2 separate regions of the Mus musculus genome follow, and region 2 is linked to region 1. The links are chromatin contacts, called in public HiChIP or PLAC-seq maps. All regions are on one chromosome and are shown on one strand. Each heading gives the region's core, a stretch centred on a gene start, on an enhancer-like site or on the middle of the called end of the contact. The rest is flanking DNA. Distances are from core to core; before and after follow the strand shown.

What was found. HiChIP or PLAC-seq counts read pairs in DNA pulled down with a chosen protein or histone mark.
Region 2: an H3K4me3 HiChIP or PLAC-seq map of bone marrow-derived macrophages shows a contact between it and region 1, with 3 times the contacts expected there. The contact joins two enhancer-like sites. A contact is called at or near these places in 1 of 484 Hi-C or Micro-C datasets (Th1 cells) and 3 of 115 datasets of contacts at active chromatin or transcription factors (bone marrow-derived macrophages, embryonic stem cells and fibro-adipogenic progenitors).

Annotation. Positions count from the first base shown.
Region 1 is chr12:70,473,371-70,480,561 of GRCm38.p6, reverse strand. No RefSeq gene overlaps it. Among named protein-coding and RNA genes, the nearest start is that of Tmx1, 24 kb to the right of the region's middle. Within about 2 kb of position 3,606, at least 53 of the 459 cell types and tissues checked have an H3K27ac peak or open chromatin away from gene starts, as enhancers often do. A contact at or near this core is called in bone marrow-derived macrophages, where this site is marked.
Region 2 is chr12:70,694,527-70,701,717 of GRCm38.p6, reverse strand. No RefSeq gene overlaps it. Among named protein-coding and RNA genes, the nearest start is that of Gm32322, 4.4 kb to the right of the region's middle. Within about 2 kb of position 3,352, at least 35 of the 459 cell types and tissues checked have an H3K27ac peak or open chromatin away from gene starts, as enhancers often do. A contact at or near this core is called in bone marrow-derived macrophages, where this site is marked.

The DNA of each region.
Region 1 (7,191 bases), core at 2,357-4,856:
TATAAGGTACAATTTGCTAAACACATGAAACTCAAGAAGAATGAAGACTGAAGTGTGGACACTATGTCCCTCCTTAGAATTGGGAACAAAACACCCATGGAAGGAGTTACAGAGACAAAGTTTGGAGCTGAGATGAAAGGATGGACCATGTAGAGACTGCCATATCCAGGGATCCACCCCATAATCAGCATCCAAACGCTGACACCATTGCATACCCTAGCAAGATTTTATTGAAAGGACCCAGATGTAGCTATCTCTTCTGAGACTATGCCGGGGCCTAGCAAACACAGAAGTGGATGCTCACAGTCAGCTAATGGATGGATCACAGGGCTCCCAATGGAGGAGCTAGAGAAAGAACCCAAGGAGCTAAAGGGATCTGCAACCCTATAGGTGGAACAACATTATGAACTAACCAGTACCCCGGAGCTCTTGACTCTAGCTGCATATGTATCAAAAGATGGCCTAATCGGCCATCAGTGGAAAGAGAGGCCCATTGGACACGTAAACTTTGTATGCCCCAGTACAGGGGAACGCCAGGGCCAAAAAGGGGGAGTGGGTGTGTAGGGGAGTGGGGGTGGGTGGGTATGGGGGACTTTTGGTATAGCATTGGAAATGTAAATGAGCTAAATACCTAATAAAAAATGGAAAAAAAATAAAATAAATAACAAGTTTACAAGAAGGAGAAAAGAAAAGTCCCAAGTATTGTGACTGCTATAAAAATGTTTTTTAAAAACCTGCATGTGAATGTGTGTATTTGATATACACCCATGTACTACTGCCAAGCTGTCTTCTGTATTACTGATTCTTGTATCAGTGTGGGCAGAATGCCTGAGGAGAAACTCCAAGGAGCATCATTTGTTTTAGCTCAGTTTTTGAGACCTCAGTCTCATTATAGGTTGGCCCCACAAGCTTGGGAGAACATCACAGTGGAGAGAGAATGTCAACAGCTCACATCATGGTTTCTGAGAAACAGTGGGCAGAAGGGATCACGACATACTCTAGAGACTCACACATAGTGGTCTACTTACTCCAGCCTAGGTTCTACCTCCCACCTTTTCCAAACCTCTGGAAATAGTGTCACTATCTGGTGAGCAAGCATTCAAAGCAGTGGACTGTGGGGGCATTGTAAATTCAAGCCACAAGAGCCTAGAAGCAATGAGCATAGCTTCAAGAGCTTAGATTCTAAGTACTGCTCTCAGGATGGGCATGGCAATTAGCATACTTTTAATCCCAGCACTCCAGAGGCAAAAGCAGACAGATCACTGTGAGTTCAAGGCTAGTCTGGTCCACATAGTGAGTTCTCAGATAGCCAGGGTTAAGCACTATCAAAACAAACAAGAAACATTCTCTAATAAACAGAACAAAAGCTCATTGGAAAAACGATTGATTCCAGGCCTGCAATAGGACAACATGATACCAGAAAGGGAGTGTTCAAAGTAAGAAATGAACATTCAAAGGACATAGGAGTAACTCAGGGACATTCCCAACGGCAAGGGCTGAAGCACTCTGAATAACAGTTCACATCACAATCACAGAAGATTTTGCCTGGGAGCCAAAGTAAACTAACACACACGGAAGAGATAAGAGAAGACCAACATCAAGCAAATCTCTTAAATAACTGTTATACATAACTAGCAATGGATGGTAAAAATCTTCTAAGAAATGTAACAGGTCCCTAGTCTCCGAAGCACCCACTGGTTACAGAAGAAAGCACAGGCGCCTTAGAGCCCAGAGGTCGGACACAACCGTGTCAGAGACCAAGGGAAGCACCATCCTGTGCTAAGACACTCTGAAAGCAGGTATTCCCACATCTCACTCCCAGGAACAAGGCACAAGTGGACCTCTCTGGTATACTTGCAAAAAGAAAAAAAAAAGTCTAATCTCATTCTAATCATAAGAAAATACCCCAATACCTCACAAACCGCAGCAGACTGAGAATCTCTGAAGCAACAGACAGTGACCTTCAAATACATTAAGGCCATGAAACACCCAGGAAGGCTGGTCTTGCAGAATCTCGGCACTTTACCGGGAAACCTGTTAAAAATCCGAGTAAGATTTAATGGTGGATTAATAGTATGGTATCAGTGGTCATCTCCTTATCGATCTGTTGAATACATACTAATAAGAGGGGATGCTGATTAAGTACACAGGGGACTCTCTGTGTTCTTTTTAACAAGTCTAGTTTGTGAACCAATACATATTTCAAGATAACTGGAACCTCGGAGTTGAACGCTTCCGAGTACTTCCAGTCTTTAGGGAATGATAAGGTGAAATACCTTTTTTGTTATTCCTTGATTGAAACCTTCAGATACTGCTGCATAAATCATGTCGGAAGAGTGCTGAAAGCTATCTCCAGTCAGTAGAATAATATCTTGTTAAAGTATCAGAAAATAAAACCTAGCCCACGTATCCTTGGCAGATCTGTGAAAACGGGGATGATAATGAGTGGTTTCTTTCTTCACAGATATATAGCTTCCGGTGCAGTAAATAGTCACCGAAGGCATACTGTGCGCTCAGAATTCATCGGACTCACATTAACGTCGCCGCATTTTGTGGGGCATCTGTTATCCACCACCAAGACTTTCCATAGATCGTTTTGGTTCCACTTCTTGTACTCGGTGCCTGCAATGGCTAAGGTTAGCCAACAGGAGGCAGAACACAACATCTAAATATTTTCCAGCCTTGTTTCCCAGGCAAACAGTTCTGAGAAAAACTGGAAGACTATCTCCCATCAATAACTGAGTAGTTGTCAGCCACACAGAAACCAACTCGGCAATAGATCTCAGTACTGCCCCCTGGGGCCCGTTCTGCTCCTTTGCGCTCTCAGCCTAGCTTAATGGGATCACTTCCACATGACCTACTTGCTCACTCACCCTTGTCTCAGGGACTGTAGAGAGGGATCATGGAGGCTCAAGCGAAGAAAGTGATACAGGCTATCCCTTAGAGCCAATCAGTGGGAGTACTCACAAAACCCACAAAATATCCATTACTACGGCAGACTGAATCTGACAATTCTACTCCATTATGAAAAAACTGTTCCAGATTCCGGTGTGGGACTGAGAACACGGGCCAAGAGGGCTTTCTACGGTCAGGGAGAGAAAACTTAGGAAGTAAGTCAAGTTGTACTTTTATTTTAATTATTTATTTATTTGCCACCCAAACAAACAGACACCTCAGCACTGCCCCCTGCCTTCTTGTGCTCCCTAAAGCAGCCTGTCACTGGGGATCAACAATGATGAAAAAGGACATTTTGATCTAGTTTGAAAACTTTATTTATGCTGCGTTTTCTCCCTGGAGAGATTTCCCGAGTTAAATAGTAGACAGTGTGCCCATTTGTTTTGAGTGGAATCCAAGAGAAGCACGAAGTATCAGTTATCCTTTCTGCTGCTCGATCTGAACAGCGCAAGCTGCCTGTCTGCTCTCCGCAGCCACGCCCAGGCGCTCTGTGCCTGAAGTGCGAAGCTTTGCTTCTTCTCCTTGTTCAGTTTTTCTTCCTTTCCTGTGGTGTTGGCCAGGTGCTGGGCAAACTCTAGCACTGAGCTCCGCCTCCAGGTGCCCAGGGCTTCCTGTCCTGACAGTAATGCCTGCTTGTCATCGAGGTTAGCTATTTCCCTGAAGAAAAACAAAACAGGAACTATGGAGTTAGCGTTTAGTTAGTCAGTGCCCAAGTTCCTTATTGCCTTGGGGGAAAAAAACAAACAAACAAGCAAACAAACAATAAATAGCAGCTGGGGACAGCCACGAAGCATAGCACACTAAATGTGGTTTTCAAGGGACCAGGCAAAGATCTGAGGGTAATTGAGTCAGAGGGCTCCTTCTATGATGAAAGACACTTCCTAAGTATAATATACACACATATACACTAACACACACACACACACACACACACACACACACACACACACACACACACACTCATACCGAGACAGACAGACAGACAGACAGACAGACAGACAGACAGACAGAGACAAAGACAGAGAAACAGAGGGAGAGAGGGAGGGAGGGAGGGAGAAAGAGAGAATGACAAAGAGATGGAGAATTTTACTGTAAAGTGAAACAGACTCAAGTTAACACACCAGAGAGGGTGACACATCAAGACCATTACGTGTGCTCCCTCAGCATGCGGACTCCCAGGGCACATCACTTCCATCTACTGCTTTCAGTTTTCCTTAGGATGAACTCTCTAAGGAAAAAAAGTTTTTCCTGAAACATTCTCTTAAACAGCAAACTCTAACACCCACTAACCCACCTTGTGTATTGTACAATAAACCCAGCCAGAAGGACCTGTCTTAGTTAGGGTTAATATTGCTATAATTAAAAAAAAAATGACCAAAAGCAAACTGTGGAGTAAAGGGTTTATTTATCTGGCTTACACTTCACTGCTCATCCCTGGAGGAGTGTCAGAACAGGAACTCAAAACGGAATGCTGCTTACTGGCTTGCTTCATATACCTTGCTCAGCCTGCTTGCTTATAGAACCCAGGACCACCAGCCCAGGGATGGCATCACCCACAATGGGCTGGGTCCTCCTCCACCAATCACTAAGAGAATGCCCTACAGTAGGATCTGATAAAGCCATTTTCTCAATTGAGACTCCCTCCCCTGATGACTCTAGCTTGTGTCAAGTTGACATAAAAGTAGCCAGCACAGGACCCTAGGACCAAGGAAAGATGAGTGCTAGAAAAATACATGACCATAAATAAACATATGTAAAACTCCACACAAATTAAGGGGACTCAAGCCATACTGACGGCTAGATCATACATAATTCAAAACCCCGACTCTGCTGGTCTATACAAATAAACAAGGCTTGCATCTTGCCAAATGAATGAAAGTTTTCCTAATATCAATCTTCCCTCAGCAAGAAAGCTAATTACAAATGTACCTTTTCCCAGATTAAACAAAATTATTTTTGTTTAATTAATTAATCCCGTTAATTATTTTTACCAAATTGCCCTCTGTTATACCTAAATTTCTTCAGAAGGCAGCTGTCAAGAATTTTCTTTACAATTTTCTCCTGCCTTGAGGAAAGTCACTCTCTACATGTGTGTTCAATCACGTCACACTGCTATCTACAAATGTTGAGACACATTCATAGCTATCCTGGGACACATGTGACCCACAGGCCACAGGCGGGACATACCAGAATAAAACACTTAAGGGCTAATTTTATAGAAGGTATACATAGAAGTAAAAACCCCAGCATTTATGCACTTATAACACCTCATATTTTAAATTTTCCCTAAAAGAAGACTTTATCAATTGGAGCTAAGAGCTGGTTGAGTAGAAAGCAGGGATACAAACCCTCAGCTGGCTTAGCAATAGTTCCTAGCCAAAGGGAGAAACAAAAGCATTGTCTTTAACTTCAGGATGCAGAGGTTAAGTTAAACTCATCACACGTTCATGACATTATTATCCTTATGCCCTGGTTTGTAGATTCCCCAGTGTAACAAAAGAGTTACCTTGTATAATAAGTTTTATTTATGTTCAATGTTTGCAAAATACTAAAAGGAAAGCAGCTTTTTAAAGTACAAAATCATTACACCAAAAAAAGCACTTCTGTTCCAGGTACTATATTTAGTAAGAGGGAAACCTAAAAAGACTACTAAGGTAGACACAGCCAAACAATTTGTGTATCCTCTCCACTCCCCACCCCACCCCCACTGCCCCACTCCCGACAGGGTCTGACTATACAGCCCTGGCTGTCCTGTCGTGGAACACTCTGTAGACCAGGTTGGCCTTGAATTCACAGGGATTTGCCAAGTGCTGGGATTAAAGGCATGCGCCACTACACCTGGCTCGGGTAATTTTTAAAAATCGCTCTAAAGTCATGAATAGAGTCACTTGAGAAACTCCGCAGGGACCAAGAAGTGAAGTGGGCAGCTGTCCTTAGAGCTGCCGGGTAGGCTTTAGTTTACTGGAGAAAGGCACTGGGGTGCCAAGGCAGACAAGAACCGCACATTTACTCACGCTATGGGCTAGGAAAAGGTGCCCATTCAGTCTGGCCTGTACACAAGGGCAAAATTCTGCCCATTCTTGGGAGTGGAAATTGTCAAGTGAAAACATGACTGGTAGAAGTGAATGCAAATTCTAGGGCATCACACATGGACCAGAGGGGCACCCCTGGAATTCAGGCCTCCATGGATTTACACATTAGTAAATGAGAGCTTCCAGCCAGAGTTCCAGATACACAAGAGGGAGCCAATCACATGGCTGACAGAGCCCAGCAGAAACCAGCACCAGAGACAATGACTGCAGAAAAGAACGGGAGGTCTCAGGCTCCCTGTGTTTACACGTGAGAAGCAGGAATGGGCTTATCTCACTAACAGAGTGTCTAGAAATGTAAACTCTATCACTGAATTCAGAAACAGAGAGAGAGAGAGAGAGAGCACAAACAGAAGATCGGGTATGGTTGAAGAAGGAATTAATGAATTTGAAAATAGTTCTGAGGAAATTACTTAGAAGGAAGTAAAGAGAAGAAAGATGTATAAAAGAATCAAATAGAAACCAAGGGCACACAATGTTTAACATTAATCTAGTAAGGTCGGAAGAAAGAGAGATTTTTAAGGAAGAGACAATATTCAATTACATAAGGACTAAAAAGTTTCCTAAAATGATAGATGATTAAAATCCTCAGATCAAAAAGCCCCAAAGAGTCTTTAATAGTGTAGGGAAAGAGATGGGGACAGATTCTAACCGGAGTGCAAACCACAAGTCACTCAGGAAGAAACTGGCTTAACCTGGCTTCTAAGACTCAGAGGTGGGTAAGTACTGTGAAGGCCAGAACTCATCCCACCAGGAGATTCAGGATGCTAAGCAGAAAAAAAGTCCATCGGATTTAATAACGGCATTTTTGAAGACAATATAGAACAGCGGTTCTCAACCTTCCTAATGCTGCAAGCTTTTAATTCAGTTTGTGTTGTGGTGAGTCCTAGACATTTTATGGTTGCTACTTCGTGACTATTTTTGCTAGCGTTATATGTAGATATGTAAATGTCCGATATGCGGGATATCTGATATGTGACTCCTGTGAAAGGGTCATTCATTCCAAAGGGGCCACGACCCAAAGGCTGAACAACTGGTACAGACAACATGCTGCTGCTTTAAAGGTCTCAGTGAACTTACCACACTTACATCTGGTATCTTTATATTGATCTCCAAATTGATGACTCACACACGCCTGCCTTGGTTT
Region 2 (7,191 bases), core at 2,103-4,602, 220 kb before region 1:
CTTAGCAAGCACTGATTTAAGTCTTAGAGATAGAAAGGTAAGCCACAGAATTGATGTCCTCAAAGCCTTATGGTTGGAGGAGAGGCTACACAGCTGGGGATACAGGGTCTGGACACTAAGATGAGTTCCTGTGTGGAAACAGAGGGGACAAGATAGGACCAAGAGTGGGACCAAAGTCAGGATAGTGTGAAAGTGGCTTTTCATTTACTTGCAAATGGCTTTTGTGCGTAATCCCTTGGTACAGACACCAGGGCAAGGTTTCAGTGAGAGATCAGTTTGGCAGGTAAAGAAAACACTGTTCGGGGGTGGGGGTGGGGGGCTTGGGAAAGAGAGAAAGAGAAGGGAAGAGCAAGTGGCTGTCACTGTGGGAAACTGGAGCTTATTTCTGGGAACGTGAGCGGAGGGACAGGGGAGCTAGATCTATATATTTCAACTTTTGCCAGCTACTGGTTGGGGAATGTTTCCTGGGTACATGAATCCCTGACACTAATTACCTACAAAACGGGGGCAAAGTGAGTCCAGAGATCAAAGGACAAAGCCTCCAGACAAAGAAATAGTGGCAGTTGGAGTCCTGAGTATAAGATGATGGATGGGGGTGAGACCAAGCAGGGACAGTCTCTGCTCTCCTTTGAAAGGGAATCCATGCAAGGATTCAAATGATGCTGTCCTCTGTGCTTGCCTTTGAGCCGAGTCAAAGGCTGATATTTAACCACAGAGTTCACTTTGTAGAGTGCCACGCTGGTTAAGCCAAGGGCAACCCTAAACACATCAAGAATGGAGGAACATACATGGCTTCCTTCTCAGACATACGAAAACATAAGTCATACCTCAATGCTGCTGTCCTTTAGATCTCTAGAGAGTGTTACTTCCTGAGCCTTCTTCCAAGTCCATCTTGTGTCTCCCATGGGGCCCCTAGCTCACCCCTTTCATGTAGGCTATGACATGGACAAGCACTCAATGGTTGGCTCATTATCTCCTTCAGAGGAATTGACCGTCAGAGGGTGGAGCCTACCTCACACAGACCTCAGAGTGACACGAGTGGCCTTCCCCTAGAAGTGTACAGGAAGCACATCTCTTCCATTGTGCAACTTTCCCCTTGGAATGAGCGTTAGGGAGCGTGGATATGTGCTGCACTCCAGGAGAAATGGGAGACAAACTCTGGGATCACAATGCAGAGGACAAGGCAGGAGGAAGGATTCCGCCAGGGTCTTATGTGCTGGAGTTTACAGTTCAGGAGCAAAATGTGAACTACCATGCGAACAAAGGAAGGTCTTTAAAACACAACTCTGAGACTCATTTTCTCTTTTAGATATATTTTGCAAAAATTTGTTTTTATTTGCCATCTATTCATTCAACCATCCTATATGTTTTAAAATTAAGTACAAGGAAGGATTTCCTCTTGCACCATAATCTCTGTGGTCACAGTTCAAGCAATCCTAGGAGAGATTAGTGACAGTGGCGGAGGGTGGTGTGGAACGGAGCGAACCTCTCTGTGCAGAGTGGCCCTCTCCCTGAAATACGTATGGGGTAATGATAAATGACGCTCGGCAGAATGAAATCCTCATGATGTGTCTGCGTTTTTACCTCCAAGCTACTGAGAAAGAAACCGAGGACAGCAGACCCATCATCTCTGTAAGAGAGAGAAGCCCAGAGCTCAGGCAGCCTGAGTTCGAGTCCAGGTTTTTATAAAATTAATTTTTATTTTTAACTAAGTGTCTGTGTGTGGGTGAGCGCAGGTGTCTGTGGGGGCCAGAGGCCTCCTTTGGAGCTGGAATTTGAGGCCGTTGTGAGCTGCTTGATGTGGGTGCTGAGATCCAAACTCAGGAGCAAGAGCAGTGAATGCTCTTTATGGCTGAGCCATCTCTCCAGCACCATGGTGTGTGTGTGTGTGTGTGTGTGTGTGTGTGTGTGTGTCTACTTTTGAAAAATTTGTTTTATTTTGTTTTAAAGTAGCTAAATTGTCGACTTGCACAACATATCATTTTGCTTAAACACTTGTTTTTCATGATTGTGAATTTGTATTCCCTGATTGTTAGAAGTTTAATCCAAAGGCATTTAAAACCACGGCCCTGATTCCCAGAGATAATTACTGCTTCGATTCCCTGTGTTTCCACGTGGTTTGTAGCCTCTGTTGATCAGGGCTACTGCTTCCATTTCTGTGAATGAAGAGGCTCAGAAAAATCTGCATGTAATCTTCACACAGGTACTGTGCCCATCTCCCCACCCTCCGCCACGGCAAGTGTGACCCATATAAGCTTACATTGCTTGATGCTCTTCTGGCTTCACTCTGCCCAGAGCTAAGTCTCTTTTTGGTCTGAGTACTCAAGGCCAAATCTAATTTATTCGAATCGTCAAAACGGTTCCCACATAGGAATCATTTTCAATTCAGGAGGACAGTCAGCACTCCTTGCAAACCCTCAAATGGAGACTCTTGTGCAAAGTTGTCCAGTCTATTAATTACTCTCTGTGTGTGATGCTGCTATGGGCAGCTACATGCGACTGGATTTTACATTCATGCTCAGTTTCCTAGAGGGATTTTCATTATGGTGTGACTACCCAGAAGCCAGCACCGTAGGAGACTTAGAGCAGCTGGAAGATGGACAGGAGCTTCGACGGCAAAGCTGAGAAACCGGAAACTGGTTCGCAAAGGCTGTCTTTAAATGGCCAATCATTTTATGATTTCACTTCTGCCCCTGCCCTTTAGGTTTCTCTCTTTACCTAACAGTAACCGTCTGTGAGGCGTGCGACTCAGAATGACATTGTTTGTCTGCCATTCAATACCCCCAAAATGTGAGGCCAAAAACCGCGGTGGAGTTTCTGATATTTAGGAAGAAACCATTTTACAGAAGAATCCATTTTACAATTTAATGTGTGCTCTTTTATGAATCACTAAGAGGTGTGTTTAAACCACCTTTAAAATCCTGCTAAATAACACCCCCGAGGGACGACTAAATTAAGAATTCCATCTTTGTTTCTGTGGGTGAGTCATGTGAACATGACCTTTATTCCTGGTACATTTAAGATGATAACTGCGTTTAGTAGTGCTCATTCTCTACCCCACACTTTCCACTGCATTCTAAGTGAGTCTGCAGTGCTGCTCAGAGAAAACGCGATGCAAGGATGTGGGCTTATGCCAGATGCAGCCACAAATACGAATTTTGCAAAGCTAAGAATTTATGAGACATAAATATCACTTCTGCTTTTTTACAAATTTATCTTTTTGAGTTAGAAAAGTTTGAGAAACAAAATTTTTTTTCAGGGCTGAAATAAGAAAGAGCTGACCCACCACAATACATAGTAAACTTCTTATATACAGAGACACAAAGACAGGAGTGGGAAGTGAAAGAGGGGCGTAGGTTGTCGTCTTTGTCCTGGCCTAGCAATATCTTCTGGAATACCTACGAGGCTTGCACTCAGCATGTATTTCACAGAAAAGAAAAGGAGTGAGACCAAGACTGTCTCTGAAGTGCACGGGGTGAGTCACTGAACTTGACACCTTTCAAGGTTAATTCAGCAGATCACAGTGTCTCAGAATGGAAAATCTGCTTTCTCAGCTTTGGGCTGGAGAGATGGCTTAGTGCTTAGAAACTTGTATTTCTCAAACCCAAGCAGAGGACTTGAGTTTGGCTTCGGCACTAGAGCCAGGCAACTGACACCCTCCTATGACTCCAGCTCCTGGGCATCTATCATAACTCTAGCCTCCTTAGGACCCCCGGTCCCCCCCAAAAAAGACATGTAATTAAAATAATAAAAACCTGCCCCTTCCTTTGTTTGGAGTCAAGAGTTACTTCCTGGCTAGAAGTTTTATGTTGGGTGTTCTCAGTCTTCCCGTTTCTAACAAGAAAACACTGCTTCTCTTCATGAATGTGAGTGACAAAGGCCCTTTATTTCGGAGCAGATTCTCTATGAGAAGACACGATACTCGTGTCTATTGCTTCTGGGGAATCGAGGACGTCATGTTTCATGTTCCCTGAGATATAACTCAGCATACCCGCTAGGAGGGTACGCAGGCAGCAGTGCCTCCAATTCATGTCCTTCCGTCTTACATCAGTGTTTTACATTCTGCTATAATAAGAACATTCTAAAGTCAGTAGACGTCTGCGATAGAAACACCTTGGCAGTTCTACTCTACTATGCTGATGCACTTATAAAAACCAACCTGATAATGTCTTATAGCGTGTAGCTGTGTCAGGGTGCAGCTCTGCTGATTGCACACATCTGTATAACCATAGGCACAGTTAACACACAGACTGTTTCACCATCCCCAAGAGGTCTCTTGGACTCACCTCCTTGGCACCTTCAAGCTGACTACTTCCAAAGATTTGCTTTCTGTTTCTTGTTTCTGCTACACTTTAAGTTTTTTCTTTCTTTCTTTCTTTCTTTCTTTCTTTCTTTCTTTCTTTCTTTCTTTCTTTCTCTCTCTCTCTCTCTCTCTCTCTCTCTCTCTCTCTCTCTCTCTCTCTCCCTCCCTCCCTCCCTCCCTCCCTCCCTTCCTTTCTCTCTCTCTCTCTCTCTCTCTCTAAGAGTTTTTATTTTAATCTCTCTTCTTGTCTTTGTCTCTGACACTCTTGGTCTGCTTCTGTCTATCTATCTTTGTCTCTGTCTGTCTATCTCTGTCTCTTCTGTCTGTCTTTTTATCTCTGACTCTTTCTCCCTTTGTCTGTCTGTCTGTCTGTCTCTGTGTATGGGGATGGGGTTCGCATACACACAGAGGTGTGAGCACCTGCAGAGAGCAGTGTCAGGTCCTCTGACTTAGAGTTACAGGCATCTGAAAGCCACCTGATCTGAGTGCAGCAAACTGAACTCAGGTCCTCTGTAAGAACAGTATGTACTCCTAACCACCATATGTCTTTTTTTGGACATCATAAATATTCAGTCTTTCAGTCTATTTTTTGTCTAGTCTTTGATCAGCATAATGTTTTTGAAACCATCCACGTGGTATATATGAACCGTTCACTCACTTAAAATGCTGGCCTTAATCTCATTGCACAAATATATCATGTGTTGTATATTCATTCATCTTTGATAGACGTTTTTGCTTGTTTCTAGTTTGAGGCTACGAAGAACAAATCTGCTGTGAATATTCATGTTTAAAATGTCTGTTTCCTATGTGTATTTTATCTTATATTTTATTCTTGCTGAATAAAGTACATGGAGTGCAACAGCCGTGTCATCACAAAGAGACATTTGATCAACTTTATAAAGGCACTGCCTACCTCTTTCCCAAATGGCTGCACCACTTCACCTGCCCCCGGACAGTGCATGTGAGTGGGAGTGGCCAGACGTCTTTTCTAACTTTGGCTGTTCCTGCGGGTGTTTAAACTGCTCCTAGCTGTGGGTGTCTAGCGGTACTTCGCTGTGCTATATAATTTGTGACTCCCTGATGACTAATGAGGCTGAGCATCTTCTCATGTGTTTTTTGGTCACTCACACAGCTTCTTTTAGTGAAGCATATATTCAGTTCTTTTTGGCCCATGCTTAAAATAGGTTATTGGTTTTTATATGATTTAGTTTCAAATATCCTTTTTGTATCTGGGGACAGTTCCCTTGTTAGATATGTTATCGGTATTTTTTTTTCTCCATCCTGTAATTTACCTTTTCGTCTTCTTAATGAGATCTGTCCTAGAGCAGGAGTTTTTGAATATTACTCCTTGGTGTGTAGTAGGGATAACTTTACAAATAAGCTCTGTGAGTGAATATACTGGATGCTGTTCATGTTCAGTACCGAGGACAATCACAGGTCATATTTTATAACAGTTAATAAAGGTTCTGTGGCCCCTGTGCTTACTAATCAAATATCTTGTCAGCGATAAGCCCCCCACCCCCAACCTTATGCCACGAGGAATCTCTGCCTCGATGTCTCCTTTCATCCCCTTTATAGCTCTCTCTAATGCTTCTCCTTCATAGAAACTCTTGGGTATACAAGATGTCCCAGCAAAGTCATCTCATCACAGTGCAAGGGTCACCGTGCCTTTCCCCCCACCTCCCAGGGGGAGAAGTAGTCTTAAGACTGTGGTTGTTCTGGAATTCACTGGCAACAGGATCCTCCTTCGTATTAAGACTTCAACATCTCTTTGGCTGTCAAAGAGTTGGAGCCCAGTGACTTTGTTCTGACTCAGATTCCAGACATAGTCTATCTTACTCATGTCTGTCAGCAAATCTTTCTAACTACCATATCCCATGCACAGAGCCAGAAATGCAGGGTCTATGTAGGGTAGCATGTGTAGTCTCATATAGTCTATAGCCAGTGCAACAGTGAGCACCCTGAGGACAGGCCTAATTTACTCATTCCTCTGGCTGTTGTTCGTTAAATGGAGCATAACGCATACGTGATTGTGTGCGTGTCACAATTGATGTGCCAGAGAGGCAGCTTGCTTGAGTCATTCTGAAGGGATGTGTTGCTTTCAGAACCACATGACCACATGGCCTGGCTCATTAGAGCATTTGCTGAAACAGGAATTATATAACCAAATAGCCACAGTCAACCAGGGGGGAAACAACGCTATGGTGGCAATGAGGTAATCAAATCTCCCAGGCTCCACCCAAGCAGGAAGTCAGTTAACACGCAGGGTAAGGCTTGTGTCATTTTTGACTCACACTGGTTAAAATTTCCCAAAGTGGGAGAAGAATATTCTGTATGTCAGAAATGATAAGGGTCATCAGAAAGACACTTTAGCCCCTTAGATTTCATTAGAGAGAAAACTAATAATACAAAGAAGGCAGGTCCACCACGACAGCCACCAGCATTTAATACAATTTGTGGAACAGTTCCACACACATCTTCACACTGGGTCCTTACAACAACCCTGGAGAGGAAGCCGCAGGGAGTGTGGGAATACAGAGGTTCCTTTCGTGAAGCTGGTGTTAAAGTCATGAGTCTCTATGTGTCTGACCCTTTCACGTCTACTGTCAAGTAATGTGATATTTTGAAACTATAAAATGGACCCACAGTTACATTAAAAATATTTTATTAACTTATGTGTATAGATGTTTTGCCTGCATGTATAACTATGTAATACAGGCCTGGTGCCCAAGGAGGCCAGAAGAGGGCATCAGAATCCCTGAAACTAGAGTTACAGATGGTTGTGAACCACCATGTGGGTGCTGGGAATTGAACCTGAGTTATGGAGATGTGCGGGCAGAGCTCTTAACTGCTGGTCCTGGGTCATCTCTCCTCCCCCACAGGATTCA